Linked DNA regions of Sus scrofa: all the other regions are linked to region 1. The links are chromatin contacts, called in public HiChIP or PLAC-seq maps. All regions are on one chromosome and are shown on one strand. Each heading gives the region's core, a stretch centred on a gene start, on an enhancer-like site or on the middle of the called end of the contact. The rest is flanking DNA. Distances are from core to core; before and after follow the strand shown. Region 1 has its middle 18 kb from the start of NUP107. Region 2 overlaps LOC102164628 (a long non-coding RNA gene). Region 3 has its middle 71 kb from the start of MDM1.

Evidence for each region. HiChIP or PLAC-seq counts read pairs in DNA pulled down with a chosen protein or histone mark.
Region 2: a contact with region 1 is called in an H3K27ac HiChIP or PLAC-seq map of alveolar macrophages. The contact joins two enhancer-like sites. A contact is called at or near these places in 2 of 2 datasets of contacts at active chromatin or transcription factors (alveolar macrophages and skeletal muscle).
Region 3: an H3K27ac HiChIP or PLAC-seq map of alveolar macrophages shows a contact between it and region 1. The contact joins two enhancer-like sites. A contact is called at or near these places in 1 of 5 promoter capture datasets (liver), 1 of 47 Hi-C or Micro-C datasets (heart right ventricle) and 1 of 2 datasets of contacts at active chromatin or transcription factors (alveolar macrophages).

The regions. Positions count from the first base shown.
Region 1 is chr5:32,970,206-32,973,359 of Sscrofa11.1, reverse strand. No RefSeq gene overlaps it. Among named protein-coding and RNA genes, the nearest start is that of NUP107, 18 kb to the left of the region's middle. Within about 2 kb of position 1,674, at least 6 of the 83 cell types and tissues checked have an H3K27ac peak or open chromatin away from gene starts, as enhancers often do. A contact at or near this core is called in alveolar macrophages, where this site is marked.
Region 2 is chr5:32,719,049-32,722,202 of Sscrofa11.1, reverse strand. The region is part of intron 2 of LOC102164628 (a long non-coding RNA gene); the gene reads right to left. Among named protein-coding and RNA genes, the nearest start is that of MDM1, 47 kb to the right of the region's middle. Within about 2 kb of position 1,567, at least 2 of the 83 cell types and tissues checked have an H3K27ac peak or open chromatin away from gene starts, as enhancers often do. A contact at or near this core is called in alveolar macrophages, where this site is marked.
Region 3 is chr5:32,742,771-32,745,924 of Sscrofa11.1, reverse strand. No RefSeq gene overlaps it. Among named protein-coding and RNA genes, the nearest start is that of MDM1, 71 kb to the right of the region's middle. Within about 2 kb of position 1,449, at least 30 of the 83 cell types and tissues checked have an H3K27ac peak or open chromatin away from gene starts, as enhancers often do. A contact at or near this core is called in alveolar macrophages, where this site is marked.

The sequences.
Region 1 (3,154 bases), core at 425-2,924:
GATAGAACCTGCAACTTCATGGTTCCTAGTCAGATTCGTTAACCATGACGGGAACTCCTGGATACAAATTCTTATATTTGGGATGGATGGGCAATGGGATCCTTGGTACAGCACAGGGAATGGTGTGTGAATGGGTCACTTTGCTGTACAACAGAAATTGAAGGAACATTGTAAATTAACTATACTTTAATTAAAATTTTTAAAAGAAAAAAAAAGCCACTGATTTTTGGCCTATTTAGGTAAGCTTCCTAATTTCCTGAGTAATTCTAATAGACTTTTTTGAGCTTTTCAGGTATTCATTAATGATAATTTCATTTTCTAGTGTTTATAATGAATGTTTCATTCTATTGATTAAAGGTATCTATTAGCACTAGGAGGGGACACTAATATTCCCGATTTCATAGCATTGTTTTGAAGGCTAAATAAGACAAATATCTGTAAATTGCATAGAGCAGTGGCTGGCACATAGTAGTGGGTCCAAGAAATAACTGATATTGTTATTATTTTCCAACTATTAGAGCTTGAGTTCTTCAATCTAAAGTCTTTCATAGAAACATGAAGAACAAGAATTCACCTGAGTTCCCACTGCAGCACAATGGGATTGGTGGTATCTCTGCAGCACCAGGATGCGGGTTCTATTGTCAGCCCATCACAGTGGGTTAAAAGATCTGGCATTGCCACAGCTGTGGCATAGGTCACAACTGCGGATTGGATCTGATCCCTGGCCCAAGAACTCTATATGCCATGGGGCAGACAAAAAAGAAAAAAAAAAGAGTTCAGCTATCGTTTGCTACTTTGTCTTTTTCTGTCATCATTCTCTATTTTAGCTAGTTTTGTGGAATCTGGGTGACAGCTTTTGTAAGCTTTTGTCATTCTCTTACCTTGACAGGATGATGGAAAAGGAAAGCAGAGAAATGGTCTATATATGGGGATGATTCCATAGATTATTATGTAATAATAACAGAGTAATAAATAAAAACATAAACTGTTACATAATAATTATTAATCTGTTATTATTTCATAACAATCTAAGCAATCATTACTATTCCTCAAATTATCGTCCTTTGGAAAAGAGAAGTTACAGGCAAACTAGGTTTAGGCTAAGAGTTCCTGTCGTGGCACAGCAGAAACAAATCCGACTAGGAACCATGAGGCTGTGGGTTCGATCCCTGGCCTCACTCAGTGGGTTAAGGATCCGGCGTTGCCGTGAGCTGTGGTGTAGGTCACAGACACAGCTCAGATCTGGCGTTGCTGTGGCTCTGGTGTAGGCCGGCAGCTGTAGCTCTGATTTGACCCCTACCTGGGAATATCCATATGCTGTGGGTGCAGTCCTGAAAAAGATTTTAAGACAAACAAACAAACTAGGTTTAGGCTAGATATTGAATGTATTTTGGTTTAATTAATGTGGTGTTTCTGAGTTTATTGTGTGCAGGTCAAGGAGATCTGTCACAAAATCTTTTGCTTCCTAGAATGTTACCTTTCTTCCTTAAAGTGAGATAAAGCAGTTGAGCCAATTGTGACAAAGTTTACTGCTCCTCTCTGAGTTTCACAAGTAACTGAGCCAAGAAAAAAGTCCTTCCTTATGATGTAATAGTCTGGGGAGAGGAGGCTCTCTTCTGACAGACAGCAGTGGGTGGGGGGTGGCACTGTAAATTGTCTTCACTCTCCAGGGCTGCCACGGTTTGACATTTCACTTCCATCCTCTTTGGATGATGTCCTGAGACCTGTCGTCTTTACCCTCCCTGAACAAGAACCTTGGCAGGAGGCCTAGGGGAACATAATCATTAATTCTGTATCTGGCACTAGCCACATCCTGCCAAGGGGAGAATGCCCTGACCAGATGAGTATCTTGTATTGGTTCAGAGTGGAAGAATGAAGGGAGAGGTGGAGGGTGCCACTTCCTTCTTCAGTGCCATCTTCTATGACAGCATTGGTAGAATGAAACCAGTGGCCTGGTGGTGACTAATAACATTCTCTTTGTGAACAATTAAGAGCTAGCTGTTAGGGAGTTCCTGTCATGATGCATCGGAAACAAATCCAACTAGGAACCATGAGGTTGCGGGTTCGATCTCTCTGGCTTCCCTCAGTGGGTTAAGGATCTGTCATTGCCTTGAGCTGTGGTGTAGGTCACAGATGCAGCTTGGATCTGGCATTGCTGTGGCTGTGGCTGTGGCCAGCAGCAACAGCTCTGATTAGAGCCCTAGCCTGGGAACCTCCATATGCCTTGAGGTGGCCCTAAAAGGACCAAAAAAAACCAAAAAAACAAAAAAAAAACCAAAAACCAAAAAAAAAACAAAAAAAAAATCTAGCTGTTATTGTGAGAAAAACAATGTATATATATATATGTCTGTGTGTGACTGGGTCACTTTGCTGTATAGCAGAAAACTGACAGAACACTGTAAACCAAATATAATGGAAAAAATAAAAATCACTAAAAAAACAAAAAACAAAAAACCACCTAGCTATTGGTGTTTGCTACACAGTAATTACCAGCTGGTCCAGGTTCTGCAAAGGGTCCAAGATGTATTTTGGGAATCATTATTATCTTTTATTTTTTTAATTTTTAAAATCTTTATTTTTTTTTTTTGCTTTTAAGGGCCACATCTGTGGCTTAGGGAGGTTCCCAGACTAGGGGTCAAATCGAAGCTGCAGCTGCCGGCCTACACCACAGCCACAGTGACACAGGATCTGAGCTGCATCTGCGACCTACACCACAGCTCAGGGCAACGCCGGATCCTTACCCACTGAGCGAGGCCGGGGATGGAACCTGCAAACTCATGGTTCCTAGTTGGATTTGTTTCTGCTGAGCCATGATGGGAACACATTATTGTCTTTTAGTCCAACAAAATAGACTCTATGTCTCCAGTCAAAATCTTATACAACCCAATCATGCTTTAGTGAAGTCAGAAAATTCAAAGGAATGAATGAATGAATGAAGTGAGAACTTTTCTTAGAATAGTTCTGGTAGAGAATGACTGAATCAGCTTGTGGGAACTTTAAGCTGTTATCTTTAAACATGTAAACCACACAGATGGTTACTGTCTCCTTATGCTGCTACTTTAAACAGTTAACGGAAATAATTAACAGATAAGGCCTATCTGGAGAAGGTCCAAATTCATTTTTGAGAAGTGACACAGAAACCTCATTCCTAATG
Region 2 (3,154 bases), core at 318-2,817, 250 kb after region 1:
AATTTATTTAAAAGTTTTAATATATGATTTTTATCACAAACTCATTTATAAATCCAGTATATAGAAATCAGTTGGACTGTTCTAGATTAATATTCATATCCTTACATGAAAGCTGTAGTATAAAATAAAAAATCTTTTATCCCAAAGTAACATAATACTATTTCTAGTGATGGAAATTCCTATCAGCTTTGCAATATAGTTTGGGCAATTTTCCTATCCCATTGCACTGAAATTTTAAACCTAAAGGAACAAAATGTAACCCTGAAAGCTGGTTGCACAAAAGCCAATTTCATTTTTGTGTGTTTATTTACTCAATGTCCACATCCTTAAACTGTTGGCACATTCACAGCTGGGTGGAGCAGCACATGTGTCACTATGTGATGCTACGGGGCGGGATGGGTGTGGAGGCTGGGTTGGGGCTGCAGAGGGGTCCTTGCAAAAAAGAAGTTATGTAAGTGATATCATATGCAAAACAGCCTCTGGGGTTTAAAAATAACTGGGCAGGGAGTGTCAGCCTTTCTTGGATCTGACTTCCTGACTTACTATCCTTAAGGGTCAGACCTATATTCCTGGGTGGGCTGAGAGTCTGTTTAAGTGCACTTGGTTTCTAATGGCAACCGTACATAATAACTTAAAGAGCCTGGGAATGTTTTTCGTCTCAAGGCAGTAAGGTGCTGCCTGTAAAAGCCGACCTAACATCTCAATGAGAAGCCAAAACAGGACAGATGTTTCATGCAGCACCTCAAATATGGTTGTTTCCAGCATGGTTTCTTTCAATGAACAGAAACAGAAAAACAGAGAGGAGATGACTGCTTTTGCACAGCAGCACCAAGGCAGATTTTAAAAAACACTAATTTCCCATCCTCTCCTTCTCCCTACCCATCTTTTTTAGAAAACTGAATTACTGATGTTTGAGACAATGCTTTGTCTTCACATTACTTTATATTTTTATTTTTGTAACTTGTGAAAAATAAGTTACCTCTGTATATCTACCCTGATGTTAGAGATTCCTTAGGGGCTACTGTCATAATTTAATTGGCACTGAGCTCCCATGTAGCACCTGAGAAAATAAATATACAGGGTACAGTCATGAAAGACCACGGGAGCAGCAGAGTAGGGGTGAAATATTTAAAAGTTCAGAAAGCAACACTGATGCATATTAGATCTGCCACCTGCCTTTGGTAGCCCTGAGCACCCTTGCCTGTCAAGTATCTCTTGAGATCCTCATGTCATTAGGGAGAGGCAGGTATTTCTGCTCTCTGACAGGGTGTGCTCTGAATCTCACTTGGTGGTGTCCTCTAGATTAGAATGCTTAGCTTAAGTCCCCAAGCTCCCAAGGCCTTCTCCTAACCTCTCCTTGGGTTTCTCAGACACCTGCAGCTTTCCTCCCATTTCTCCCACTTCTTATTATTAGCAGATAGAGCCTACCAATTCCTCACTAGTGCTGCTGACTCTTCCTGATGTCTTACATGCCATCAGAAACCGGAACACAATCTCTCATCTACATGAATGAGGACTTTCAGAAGAATGACCTATTCAGGCTGACTCCTTCTAGAGGCCTGAGTTCTTTCATTCACTGAAACAGTAGTTCTCAAAGCATGAGTCATCTCTCAAAATACAGATTCCCACTGTATGAGGCTCTTTCCTGTGGGATAAGGAATCTGCATAGGTAACCAGCTCCTTACTTAGGCAGCTGATTCCATCTCACGATAAAGGTGTAGAGAGCTAGTTACTTTCATCCCTATACACATGCTTACAATTTCTTCTTAAGGATGAGAATACCTTTTCACTCTCACTGTTTGGAAACCTCAGGAGAAGTCTGCCAATTTCAACAACTGGGACACACCCGACCCTTCAACTTGTCTCAAAACAACTGCATTTGTGCTTGGTGGGGAAACTCGAGGCTGAGAACTCCACCTGACCTTTCATCCTTGGCCTTGGCCAGCCTTCCCATACCCCTTTGAGGAGCTCCTGCCCCACGTCATCTTTGTCCTGCACTTTAGTCTTCTCATTGCTCTGTGCCTCCTCTTTTACCACCTCTGTCTTTCTGTACCACACACTCAGCCCCGTTCCCTCGCCCTCTGGAAGTCTTCAGGGTAAATCCCCTTCCGTCAGTTCCTGTAGCCATTTGGCCTCAGCTGTACTCTGGCTCTCCCTAGGGATGCTCTTTTCTCCTTAGTCTTCCCAAGTGGCAGTGCCCTTCTTCCTACATGGGGTAGAGTTGACAAACTTTGTAAAGGATTGACAAACTTTGTAAAGCACCAGATAGCAGGACATACAGTCTAACTACTTGAGTGTGCCAGCCACTGTAGCACAAAAGCAATCACGGGTAGTAAGTAATAAAAAATGTGTTACAATCAAACTTTGTTTATGGACATTGAAATATGAATTTCATATAATTTTCACATGTCAAAAAGTAGTATTCTTGTTCTGAGAATTTTTTCAACCATTTAAAATGTAAAGTCATTCTTAGCTCATGGGCTGTGCCAAAATGGGGTGGGCTGGGTTTGGCCTATAGTCTATTATTCATTGACTAAACCAGTGCTTCTCAAATTTTAATGTACATATATATATCACTAGGGATCTTGTTAAAATGCAGACTTTGATTCAGTAGATCTCGAGTGGAAGCTGACATGGAACCTGAGATCTGCATTTCTAATATACCATAGAGGTTAGGACTGGCTGGGTATCAGGCCCGGGTAGGTCATTATCCCCTTTTGGAAAACATTCTGACAATACATAACACATGCCAGCAGGGACTTGGAGAAAAGAGTGTCAAAAAATCCTTGGCCACTTTTGCTGGAGTCACAGCAAAACTGGGGAGCTCTCGTGCTAAGCCAAGGAACCCCAGCCTCTGTGGCTTTTCCCTGAGGAATATAATAGACTGGATGAGAATTCTCTACTACTTGGGACCAACCAAAGGAAAATGGCCTTTGTAAGTAGTACCCTGGGAACCTACTTGGCTCAGCAATTACCTATAAGTGTCTGTTATAGGAGGGACTTTGTGTGGTGCTGCTGGGGTTACTGTGATGAAGTCTAACATCTGTCATGGAGAGTTTAACATGTGGTAGAGGAAATGGGCATACAAATCATTGCACCATAGGGTGACGGGAGGCAGACAGTCTTGTAGAACTTTATAGGAGTTAGAAAAAAA
Region 3 (3,154 bases), core at 200-2,699, 230 kb after region 1:
GCAGAGAGATAAGCTCTCAATCATCTGGGTAGATAATATGTGTGTGTGTGTGTGTGTGTGTGTGTGTGTGTGTGTGTGTGTGTGTGTGTGACAAACCCTTCTGTTTGCTCATCCAAAGGCCATTCCCCACCTTGTTTCTAGCTAAGAGAACCCTGATTTTCAGGTATCAGTTGCTCAGTATGCTTCAGAGGAGTCATCATAACCCTACATTTGTCAATCTTTGGTTGAAATATGGGCACACGACACAATCAGGCCAAGCAGATGGGAGTGGGGAGATCTTCTGTAAGGTTTCTTTTCTCTTCAGTAAAGATATTTTGGGAGTTTCCATTGCGGCACAGTGGAAATGAATCTGACTAGTATCCATGAGAATGCAGGTTTGATCCCTGGCCTCGCTCAGTGCGTTAAGGATCCTGCATTGCCGTGAGCTGTGGTGTAGGTCGCAGACAAGGCTTGGATCCCATGTTGCTGTGGCTGTGGCTGTGGAATAGGCCATCAGCTGTAGCTCTGAGTCGACCTTTAGCCTGGGAATCTCCATATGCTGTGGGTATGGCCCTAAAAAGCAAAAAAAAGAAAGAAAGAAAGAAAAGATATTTTGCTGAATTAGACCATTTTTGTCTCTAGATTTTTTTTTTTTTTTTGGTCTTTTTTGCCATTTCTTGGGCTGCTCCAGCGGCATATGGAGGTTCCCAGGCTAGGGGTCCAATTAGAGCTGTAGTCGCCAGCCTATGATCGGAGCCACGTCTGCAACCTACACCACAGCTCATGGCAACGCGGGATCCTTAACCCACTGAGTGAGGCCAGGGATCGAACCCGCAACCTCATGGTTCCTAGTTGGATTCGTTAACCACTGAGCTACGATGGGAACTCCTGTCTCTAGATATTATTGTGTGAGGATATGATGCAATGTTAACCTGCATTAATTCACTCTCCAAAAACAAATGGCCCTGATTTGTGGCATTTGCCTATTTTCATTTCCGTGGTATAAATTCTCTCACAATGGCTTATTTTAAGCTACCAAGAGCTCAACAACTGGCTGGCAAATTTAGCAAGTGGCTCTGAGGAGCCTGAGGTTGCTGATTCCAGCCCACCACTGACTGCTCAGAGCTACAATGCCCATCTTGTGAAAAGAGCATGCAACATGGTGGGGATGGCTGAGCAGAAGAGAGATTCTGGGTCCTTAAGCCATGACACCTTGAGCCATGGAATTAGCCAGGCCTGGAATCTTCCCATCTTGGGACTTCTTGTTACATAAGTTAATAAATGTGCTTATTGTACAAAGCAGGTTAAGTTGGTGTTTGTCTGTGGTAAATCTGGGCTTGTCCTGGCTGGTACAGATGTCCATGGGGTCCCATCTAGTGGAGGGAGGGGAGCACAGCAGGGACAATAGTGAGCACTAGATCGTGGAAACACTTGTCCAGTCAGTAGTTAGGTAGAGGCGAGTAGTAGAGGGTCATGGGGAGGGCTGTCCGGGTTGAAACATGATGCTGGCTGGTTGCTGAGAGGAACAGGATGGTGGCTAGGGGCCAGCTTCTGTCAGTGTCCTTGCCAAAGAGGCTGAAGTTCAGGGCAATGCTCCAGGGAGAACAAGCATTGGAATGGGAGTCAGGAAGCCAGGCAGAAGCCCAGGCCTGGGAAGGGCTGCCCTGCCAGGTGCTTCACAGCATTGCGCTGTAAAGTGGCAAGAAAAGGGAAGCTTGGAGGAAGGGAAAAGCATAGAGAGAGACAGAAGTACAATTCCAGAGTTCTAGACTACTCATTCATCAATGGGGTGGGGAAATGTCCTGCAAGGCAGTCAGAATTCACTCAAATGCTGACCAGCTAGGATGGAAGGTTAAGGGTTTTCAGTAACTGCCATGGATCAGGCTGAGAAAGCAGAAGGAACCAGAATTTTCTCCAAAGCTGCCTCAGCACATGTGCTTGGTGATATTAAAGAAATGCAACTTACATTCCTTCCTAGGCCTTTGAAAGGGGCATCACTCCTCCCTCTGCCCCACCCCTATTGTTACAGTCTCTGGGGTCCTGAAATTCACTGCTGAGACTGATGTTTGGCCTTCCTCCCTTGCGTGGGGAAATCCGTTTGCCTGCCTGTGACAGCAATTTCATTGCTCTTATGAAATTCCCCTCACTTACAATGCAATGTCTCCTGTTACTCATTTACTCCTTTTCTTTATTTTCTTTCCTTGTCCATCTGATAACCTATCCACAGGCCCATTCTTCCTCAGCCTAGTCTCATTCATTGAATATCTACTTAGGAAAGTCTTTTATAATTGAATTGTATGGAGGAAGTAAGTTCAGAAAGAATGAAAGCTGATGTGTCAACATTGTTCTCTGGGGATTTTCAGAACATTACTTTCCTCTCTGATTTAGCTGGGAGGCCAAAGGGCAGAAAATTTGGCTTCCTTTGCAAAACTCTGCTACTGCTGGAAGTCATGGTTAGTAATCTTAATTTTACTCAATGAGGTGAGTTCTCTGACAATATCATTAGTAGGGAGTAATTAAGGATGGAATCAAACAGGAGAAGAAACCTTCGAGGGTGAAGTTCTCTCAAGTTCATACTCCTTTCCTACATGTGTAGTGAAGTCTGGCTTGTTTAAAGAGCTCCTCCTCCCAATTAAATGAGATGCTTCAGAGTGAATAAAGGAATGCTCTTCTGCAGTGGAAAAGCCCATCATAAACAAAGTCAAAAGACAATTATAAGAGGGGGAAATATTTGGAACTCATTTCATAGACAATGACTAATTTTCTTTATATGTAAAAAGCTCCTACAAATCAATAAAAAAGACTAATAGCCAAAGCAAAAAATGTGCAAACATAGTCCATAAAATAGGGGATACAAATCTGGATACAAATCTTCCTTAGATTAAAAGAGAGACAGCTGCATAATAAGAGAAGTAGAAATCAAATTTATACAGATACTCATTTTTCATGTATTAGATTAGTACTTCTTGCAGGGAACCAGGTAACTGACAGAGCAGGGGTTAGCAAACTATACCAGGTATGTTGCTAATGGTAGGCGATGCTACTTAAGAGCTGGAACGGTAGAGAGGGATTACTACATACATGGAAGAGCCAGAAGAGTCTACTTCATGGAGCATATAGTAGTGAGAATTGCAGGTTTGGGTTCAAATTCTGGCTCTGCCACTTACTGCTTATA